Linked DNA regions of Mus musculus: region 2 is linked to region 1. The links are chromatin contacts, called in public Hi-C maps. All regions are on one chromosome and are shown on one strand. Each heading gives the region's core, a stretch centred on a gene start, on an enhancer-like site or on the middle of the called end of the contact. The rest is flanking DNA. Distances are from core to core; before and after follow the strand shown.

What was found. Hi-C and Micro-C count contacts between places; a contact is called where the count stands out from the background.
Region 2: a contact with region 1 is called in a Hi-C map of the N1E-115 cell line, with 5 times the contacts expected there. The contact joins the enhancer-like site here to the promoter of Atxn7l1os2 in region 1. A contact is called at or near these places in 2 of 39 promoter capture datasets (the C10 cell line and embryonic stem cells), 1 of 15 datasets of contacts at CTCF or cohesin (pro-B cells), 10 of 484 Hi-C or Micro-C datasets (the MNK3 cell line, the N1E-115 cell line, Th1 cells and 6 more) and 2 of 9 other capture datasets (adipose tissue and embryonic stem cells).

Annotation. Positions count from the first base shown.
Region 1 is chr12:33,393,046-33,397,307 of GRCm38.p6, forward strand. It overlaps Atxn7l1os2 (ataxin 7-like 1, opposite strand 2), which reads right to left and starts at 1,715. Exons shown (of 4, transcript NR_131031.1): 1 at 1,652-1,715. It overlaps Efcab10 (EF-hand calcium binding domain 10), which reads left to right and starts at 1,809. Exons shown (of 4, transcript NM_029152.1): 1 at 1,809-2,153. The coding sequence starts at 2,045.
Region 2 is chr12:34,447,106-34,451,433 of GRCm38.p6, forward strand. All of the region lies in intron 4 of Hdac9 (histone deacetylase 9), which reads right to left. Among named protein-coding and RNA genes, the nearest start is that of Gm51984, 230 kb to the left of the region's middle. Within about 2 kb of position 2,431, at least 2 of the 459 cell types and tissues checked have an H3K27ac peak or open chromatin away from gene starts, as enhancers often do. A contact at or near this core is called in the N1E-115 cell line, where this site is marked.

The DNA of each region.
Region 1 (4,262 bases), core at 465-2,964:
TCAGTGTTTCTGCTCCTATTGACCTTGAGCATTGAGTCAGCTGATGATCCATGAGAATGAGGAGACCCACATGGCTTGTAGTCCCCTGCGTTCCCAGGACTCAGGGAGGACTAGAAGAGGACCAAGCCATTCAGTGGGTTAGCACCGCACTCTACAGGGCTCTGGGGCTCAGCCTGGCTAAGCTGGAGGAGAGACTGATACCAGGACTTTTGTAGATACCAGAAGGTAAAGATAAAAACTGAGTTCTCTCTCTCTCTCTCTCTCTCTCTCTCTCTCTCTCTCTCTCCCTCCTCCTCCTCCCCCTCCCTCTCCCCCTCTCCCCCTTCCCCTCCCCACCCCAACCTCATGTGTGTGTGTTCCAGAGGAAAGGGGTGGGGAATGGGGTTGCCAAAGCCAAGAGGGTCTAGAGGAGCTGTGCGATTACAGGTAGTTCTAAGGAAAGACAGGAAAGGAGGGCAGGAAGGGGCGCAATAGCCTGGTTGGGCCTAAGGAAATGTCAGGTGAAGAGGGCCACCAGGTAGTCTTAAAGACACTTACTGTCTAAGCCCAGCCTTGAGCCTATTGCATGTAACGAACTGCACTGTTTTTGCTGTATATGCAAATTTTTCTTGTATAGACATATAATGGCTTAATTACAGAAAACAAATACTTTTAATATTTTCCCACTGTCATTCATCAGCATGCATGAAATCTGTGTATTAGACTGTATTCAAAGGATTAATTTGTTCATTAATTTATTTTACTGAACTGCCTCTGCCCTCCCTCCTCATCCTGGGATTACAGGTGTTCATATTTATATCCTGCTATAATTTATGAGTTAATGTTTTGTTTGAGGTTGCCGGGATTAAATCTAGAGCCTCCCTCACACTGAACTCATCTATGCCCCTCTGGCCATTTTAAATAGGGTCTTTTTTTTCTTGTTCATTTAGATTTTGGGAGTATTGTTATGGCAAAGCGGGAGATCTAACCTCCAGTCTGGATATTCTAGTCAAGTGCTATACCATTGAGCTATGACCTAGTCGCAGATGTTTGGTTTGTTGCCGTGAATGGCATAAGAAGAATAAAATAAAATCATTAAAGTATGTTTTTGACTTGGGGAAAAGATAATTTCCAAGAATTACTGGCCTGTCCCTAAATATACATCAGCCAATTTGTATTATGTATTTCTGTTATGTAGCGTTTTTGGCCTTGACAATTATAAACTCAAAATACCAGCCAACTTTGAAAAAACGTTGAAGATGCTCTGTGCTTTGCAGTATCAAGTATTCAGCTGGCGTTTAATTCCTTAAAATAAGCAAGCACCTACGTGCACATTGGTACACAAATTTGCTTTTATTGTTAATGATGTTTACAAAGCAAAACGTTTTGCTTTGATTTAGTTTGTTTTGGTTTTCTGAGACAGGGCTATATATCCCAGGATGTTCTTCACTTCTGTTTGTAGCCAAGGATGCCATTGAACCCTTAATCTTCCACCCCCAAGTGCTGGTACTATAGACAGGCATGCATCATTGCACCTGACTTCAAAGAACTTTCTTTAAATTATATATCTATTTTATACAGGGTTGCACAGGAAATGTGTTAAAAGAGTTGAAAGTGGAGAATCATTACCGAGTGTAGTTCAGCAGAAAACACCCAAGCTCAATATCCATACCTGAGACCTCCTGCCAGGGCAACCCTGAGGGCTGCTCACCCAGAAAATGCTATTTAGGATTCTTAGAACTGCTAACGTTCTTTTCTCATTGATAAATCCTAGGTTCCCATCATTAAAACCTCATTCTGGAACAAACAAGTACAGGAAGCAGGAACCCGGACCAAACAAGCTCAGCCTCTGTGTTGGCAACTGCATCACAAGCTGGTGTCACAGACTGCCCGCCACACCCCTGCTTCTTCCTCAGGGGTGTGGAAGGGGGTTGTCCTGGTACCTGGGAGGGAAGAGGAGTGGGGCTGGGGAAGGTGAGGTGTTTCACGTGAATGAGCACGAAAGGGGCGGAGTTGGGCCCCCTGGAGGCTGCCTGGTCGCCTAGCAACGGCTCAGCTAGGAAACATGGAGCCTGTGGCTGACCGGGAGCTTCAGGCCAAGCTGTATTTAGAAAGACATCGGATCATGGAATTGCTGAATCAACTTACTAGCTTCCTCCTCTTTGCCCGACCAAGTAAGGGTCTTGTCTCCATTGGCTTTCTGACTCTCTCTCCCCCATCAAAGGGTCACCAGCACGCCGCTTCCCTCCCTATAGCCAGCCCTCTTCACTCGCTCCATTCCCTGCTTCCCCACGAGTGGAGGAGCCCTGCCGGAGTTCGAAGGCTCTATGAGCCCCTCACCCTCCACGCATATCCCCAGCTCTGAGTCAAACGTGATAAATGTCCTCTTGGTGCCGCAAGGAATGGTAGGGAGGCTGGCAGAGTCTGCGAGTGGCAGAGTCTGGGGACTGCCTAGCTCCAGGTCCACCCCTTATAGTTATGAGTGCTTGAAGCAAGGCTGAATGTCTGTCTCTTCCATGGGAAAATGGAGATAATAGTACAGATCTAATGGGGACAGAGCGAACACCGGGGACGGGGGGCGGGAGGGGGGTTCACATAAATTATAGCTATATCAGCCTTGGCCAGGCAAGCAATAGATCTTTTCAATTCAATTCTAAGGAGTCTCTGATTTATTAAGGGAGATAAACAATGGTTAGTGTGAGCTGCCAGGATCCTCCTGGGGAGCTAGGGTTTTTTCCTGGCATTTTTATAGATTAGACTCCTTCAAAGTTTGGGTTATTCCATAATTGTTATTGGTGCATGGTAAGACGTTACATTTGAGATGATGACAAGATTGCATCCTCCCAGGGTGAATTGAGCCTGCCGGCCTTCATGATAAGTCTCCAAAATTACAAAATGTTCATTTACTTCTCTGGAAAGGAAGCAGAAATACCATTCCAACGCAGAAAAACAAAACAAACAAAAAACCAAACCAAACAACAATAACAACAACAACAACAACAAAACCCGAAAAACAGTATAACCACTTAGGGGATGAGAAAAATATTTTGAAATATTTTATTGTATTTTTTAAAATGTATTCATTTAAACGTGTATAGGTGTTTTGCCTGCATATCTGGCTGTGTATCATGGGCGTGCCTGCATGCCTGTGTGCCTGGTCCCTGAAGCGGTTAGAAGATAAGTGTCACATCCCCTGAACTAGAGCTGCCCATGGTCTGAGGCACAATATGAGTGCTGGGACCTGAATCAGATCCTTGCTCTTAACTGCTAACCATTACATTTTTTTAAAAAGATGTATTTATTTATTTATTATATGTAAGTACACTGTAGCTGTCTTGAGACACTCCAGAAGAGGGAGTCAGATCTTGTTACAGATGGTTGTGAGCCACCATGTGGTTGCTGGGATTTGAACTCCGGACCTTCAGAAGAGCAGTCGGGTGCTCTTACCCACTAAGCCATCTCACCAGCCTACCATTAAATTTAAAACACAAATTTAGCACATCTAATGTTCAGAACAGCCAGTGTTTAATATACATATATATTTTGCTTAGATTATATTTCCTTTTTCTCTTTCTCTTTCTCTTCATTGTCAAAGTAATGAAGTCTAGACTCATCTGGGAGATGGGGCCCTGGCCACGTCTGTGGTTATGTCTGGACTGAGGGGGAAGCATTTCCATCAGGCTGCAGCATTCTCAGGATGAGGATCTTGGAGATATAAAAAGCAGAAAAGCAAGCTGAGCAGAAGCATCACCTCTCTGTGTTCTGCTCTGGGACTTTTACTGCCTTGATGGATTTTTAACTCCCATACTGTGATGCAAAATAAACCCTCCTCCCTTAAGTTACTTTTGCCAGAGTATTTTAACATAGCATCAGAAAAGTAACTAAGACAGAGACATACACTTCAAATAATGACCATTATGATTTCCTTAACATACACAGAGAAGCCGGGCAGTGGTGGCACAAACCTTTAATCCCAGCACTGGAAAGGCAGAGGCAGGCAGCTTTCTGAGTTTGAGGCCAGTCTGGTCTACAGAGTGAGTTCCTGGACAGCAGGGGCTACACAGAGAAACCTTGTCTTTAAAAAACAACAACAAATGCATATGTACATACATACGTACGTACATACATACAGAAGAGCAAGTAAATAACGCTATAGTGAAATAGTATTGGTCAAATTCTAGCAGCTGAAGTTGGTGATGGGTCCATTATCCTTTGCTTTAGGTTTGCTTTCCTTTTATTTATGCGTGTGTCTGCTTTAGTACTTGCCATGTGAACACAGGGGC
Region 2 (4,328 bases), core at 1,181-3,680, 1.1 Mb after region 1:
TTGGGAGTAGACAAAGCCAAAGCCTACATTGTTTATTTCTTCTACTCTGTTGGTTGCATCTCATCGCTGACTGTCAGAACAGAGGCCTTGCCTGAGAGTGGTTTGCATGTGGTGCAGTATCCCTGCCCTTTTTCCTCAGGTCTACAAGGCAACACCCAATTTAAGTGTTTTCCTCTTTAATTCTATTCTTCCTCGTTTTCTCTCCAGGGCTCTATCCCACCCCGCCCAGTGATCTCTTTTACTACTTCTGTGTTTTATTTGTTTCCTTCTATCTGAACATGCATGCATGCATGAATGAACAAATGAATAAATGAACGAATAAATGAATAAAAAGTTCCTAATGTTAGACTCCTGCACCGCACCTTTCCCTTCTCTGCCCTGCCCTCACCTCCTCTGCAATATGAAGAAAACTTGCAAGAGGTATCTCCTGTCTGCTCACACCCATGCTCAGCCACGGGACCAGCTACTGTTCAATGTTCAGATGATCCCTCCAAGAGCAGTGCCTGCTTCATGAAAGAGGCCCTTTTCACTATCCCTGGAGCACCCCTGGGGAGCCTGGGGCTTCAGTGACTAGTGCATGCCTGGAATGAATGAATGCATGAACGAATGAGTGAAAAGACGAAACTCAAAAAGTATTGTGAAATAGAAATTCATGCATGTGCCTGCATAATTGTGGTCATAAAAGCAAGCACATCCCGTGAAAGTCCCAAAGCAACAATTTATTAGCTGTTGTGACCATCTCAATGCTAGATTATGTGAAGTCTTTGCTTAAATTATTGGTAAGTGAATACCAATTATTCAGACAAATTACCTGACAAAACAAAAAAGCATTTACAAACAATCTTAAAAGGTTTTACGGTGTCATTTTCTATCTCTTAAACCACAACAATCACCAAAGTAGGAGAAAACACAGAAAAATACAACTTCCCCATTTATACCATTTGTTCAAGAGAGTTACCAAGAATAGATTACAACCTGAATTACCTAGACATTAATGTCTAACTTAAGACCCATAGTATATTAGAAAATTAGACCAAAGTGGCAAAATGTAAATTGAGAATTTATTTTTCTTATTTCAAACTTGAAAGAGAAAAGAAATATATATTAAAATCCTCTTAAACTCATTTAATCAAAAGTTTCTGAAATTTTGCCCAAGATAATCACCAATTGATTTATTTTTTCAGTGCTTAAACATGGTAGACTGTGTGCTTGGTACATAAGTGTCTCCATTAGAATCTATAGTCTCAGAAGTAATTTTATGGAAAATTAAATTAGTAAGTTAGAATGTGTCTAAATGATTTAGGGAAAAAGTAGTTCCTTGAAATTGACAACAATTCTGTCCAAACTTCATTTTAGGAATGTAGATATTCTTAGTATATAGTCTATTAGCATTTATAATATAATCATCAGGAAATAGAAAGAATGAGTAAATTATCAAACATTAAAAGAAACATTTTCGTAAGAATCTTATAAATTGGTTTGTTCAGAGGTACAACTCTCCCTCACAGTGATTGTGATCAAGTCGTGAATATCTTTAGTTTCTAAAAGTACACAAATACATGGCATAAATGCAAAGAAAATAAATGCAGAAGGCAATCTTGGCTTTGATTTACTGTTCTCTTATTTCCCAGGGGTCTGGACAGGAAACGAAAATAACCACAAATGACTAAAATATCAGTAGTCCTTGAAATATCAACATTTAAGCTAAAGCAGGCTAACTTTTTAATCAAAGGCTTTGCTATTTTGATTTACTTAATTCAAACTCCCTCTCTGCAAATATGCTTTTGAATTAAGCAGTCATAACAAACCATAACACAAACATGAATTGCCAACTAATTTGTAGTGCACACTTGGTTCTGTCTGCGAAAAAACACAGCCTTTAACTCAAAGAGAATGAGGGATAGTTTATTCTAGAGCCAGATTTGAGTGACCATGGCCTGAGAACACAGGTTTAGGTTACCACAAATTCCATGCTCCAACGTGGAAGCAGTTTCATGAAGGTTTTATAGTAACAAAGCAAAATAATGATTCAAGGAAGTTTTAAGAAACGTTGGTGGGATCATCATACAGGTGGTTTCAGCAAGATGGGTGATTTTCCCATCAGCTCCACATGCTATCTGGTGAAATCTTAGCTTTTGGGTTGGTGGAAGCCAATGCTGTGCTAAGTTAATAGAGTCACAGAGGGCTTTATCTATTAGTGAATGTCAGTTATGACAGAGAGGCAGGCGATTCAGGTTCTAAAGCTAGTCTGGGATAATGTAATTAGCCACTGTACCAGAAACAGCAATTTCTCTACTGCAGTCATTAGTAGTCTTTGCAAACACAGCTTCACTTTGGAATTCTCGTCGAGAGTTCTAAACTTTTGTCCTACTCCTTAGTTCTTACTATCTGAGAACTGAGTAAAAACTTCGTGGAGCTTCTTGCACAATGGAAACAAAACCAAGCCAGTTTATGTCACTTTTTAACTTAACAGGAACTAAGAAATGCATCCATGGCATTTTGTAATTTGATCTAAGAATTTAATCTGATGTAAACAGCACCAGCAAATGAAACCCAGAGGAGGCAGGAAATTTTAGTCTTTTAAATGGATACTATAAGTATTAATTTGAAAGAGTTCTTTATTCAATTAAACTCAAATTTCTTCATCTGAGATTGGGAGTAAGCTTACTTTCAAAAAATACAATAAGAGTAAGACAAACATTAATGGTTTTTTTTGTACCAATTATATTATACTTTCATTTATAAACAAGCATCAAATGACAGACATTTGCAAATAGCAAAATAAAGAAATCTTTCCCATGGAAACCTGATACTAGATGCAGAGGATACCATGGTAATAACAGAACGTAGCATAGTATACAGCATAAGTTATTATTAGGTAGATATCAGTTAAATAAACTTCTCTTAGCAGATCCTGTCTCTTATACCACTCTATGAACAAAATACACTTGCTTACTCCACAAATCAACTTAATCAAAGAGTGCTTTTACACCCTTTGATGAGACCTGCTCAGTCTTGGCCTGGGGAGATAGCTCTACTGGTGAAGTATGTGCTGTACAATTAGATGTCCCTGTGTTTAGTCACCAAGACTCACTTGTGGTAGTACTGTGCACCCACAGTCTTAGGGCAGAAGAGGTAGAGACTGTTAGATCCCTGATGTTTGGTGTCCAGCCAGCATAGCCTAATTGGCTTGGCAAACATCAGAGCAGTGTCAAGACCTTGTCTCAAAAAAACCAAGGTAGATGGTACCTACGGAATAATATTCAAAGTTGTCTTTTTATCTCCACACGCGTGCATGCGCGCGCGCGCGCGCGCACACACACACACACACACACACACACACACACACACACACACACATATGCATGTGAATACCGGCATGCATCTACCCACTTACACATATACTCATAGAAAATACACAGAGCATACCTTAGAAGCATATAAATGTTCACTATCTTAATATATAAAACATCTTTTGGGGGAAGTGTGTTACCCTGCTAATAAGAGATGATTACTTTGAACTAATAAGAAAATATCTAATAAATAACGAAGGTCTCAACAATTCAATTTAAGGTAACATATATGCAGATTCTCAAGACATAGACGAACAAAGGTAGAGGCATTGAGCATTACAAGGTCCTTCTTTCATACTGGATGCAGAACTCATTCATTCCTACAGAATGGAGACAGGACCGGATCCCTAAATTCTCAGGAAGTCCTTATGCAGAAACGCAAGCAAGCCGCAGGGGCAGAGTCCCTCTACAGCCTACTCAGATCTGGCGATGCTGCTTCTCAAAAATCTCGACTGTGTCTTTAATCACCTGGATCTTTTCTTCCAATAAAGCTTTCTGACTAGATTCAGCATCTAACGTCAACAGGAACGCATGGATTTTGAGGGTATAGGAGGAGTTCTAGTCACTCAGTTCTCTGTGATTTCACTGGTGATCCAGGTTCCATCAGATTCTGATCGAACTCACTGCTCTGTGGGCAGTGGGCACTCGCTCCATGTATTTTGCTAAATTCAAACTAGGGACAAAACAAAAGAACTACTGCTTTTTCAAATATCATAAAGTTGTCATTTTATAAGGATCATAATAACAGAATATTTTAAAAAACTGAATACATTTATACCTTGTGCCTGCAATTTATATCAAAAGAATGATAAAAGCAAAAAGCCCCTCAAATGCTGCCTAATTTCAAACTTGGCCAATCCAGCTTGATTGGCAGCTACAGTCATGTCATTGCCACAGGGTGGCACCACTTCTGCCTGTAAACAGAAACATCCCTGCCCTTGTCAGGAAGCACACTGGAGATGAGTTTAAAACACG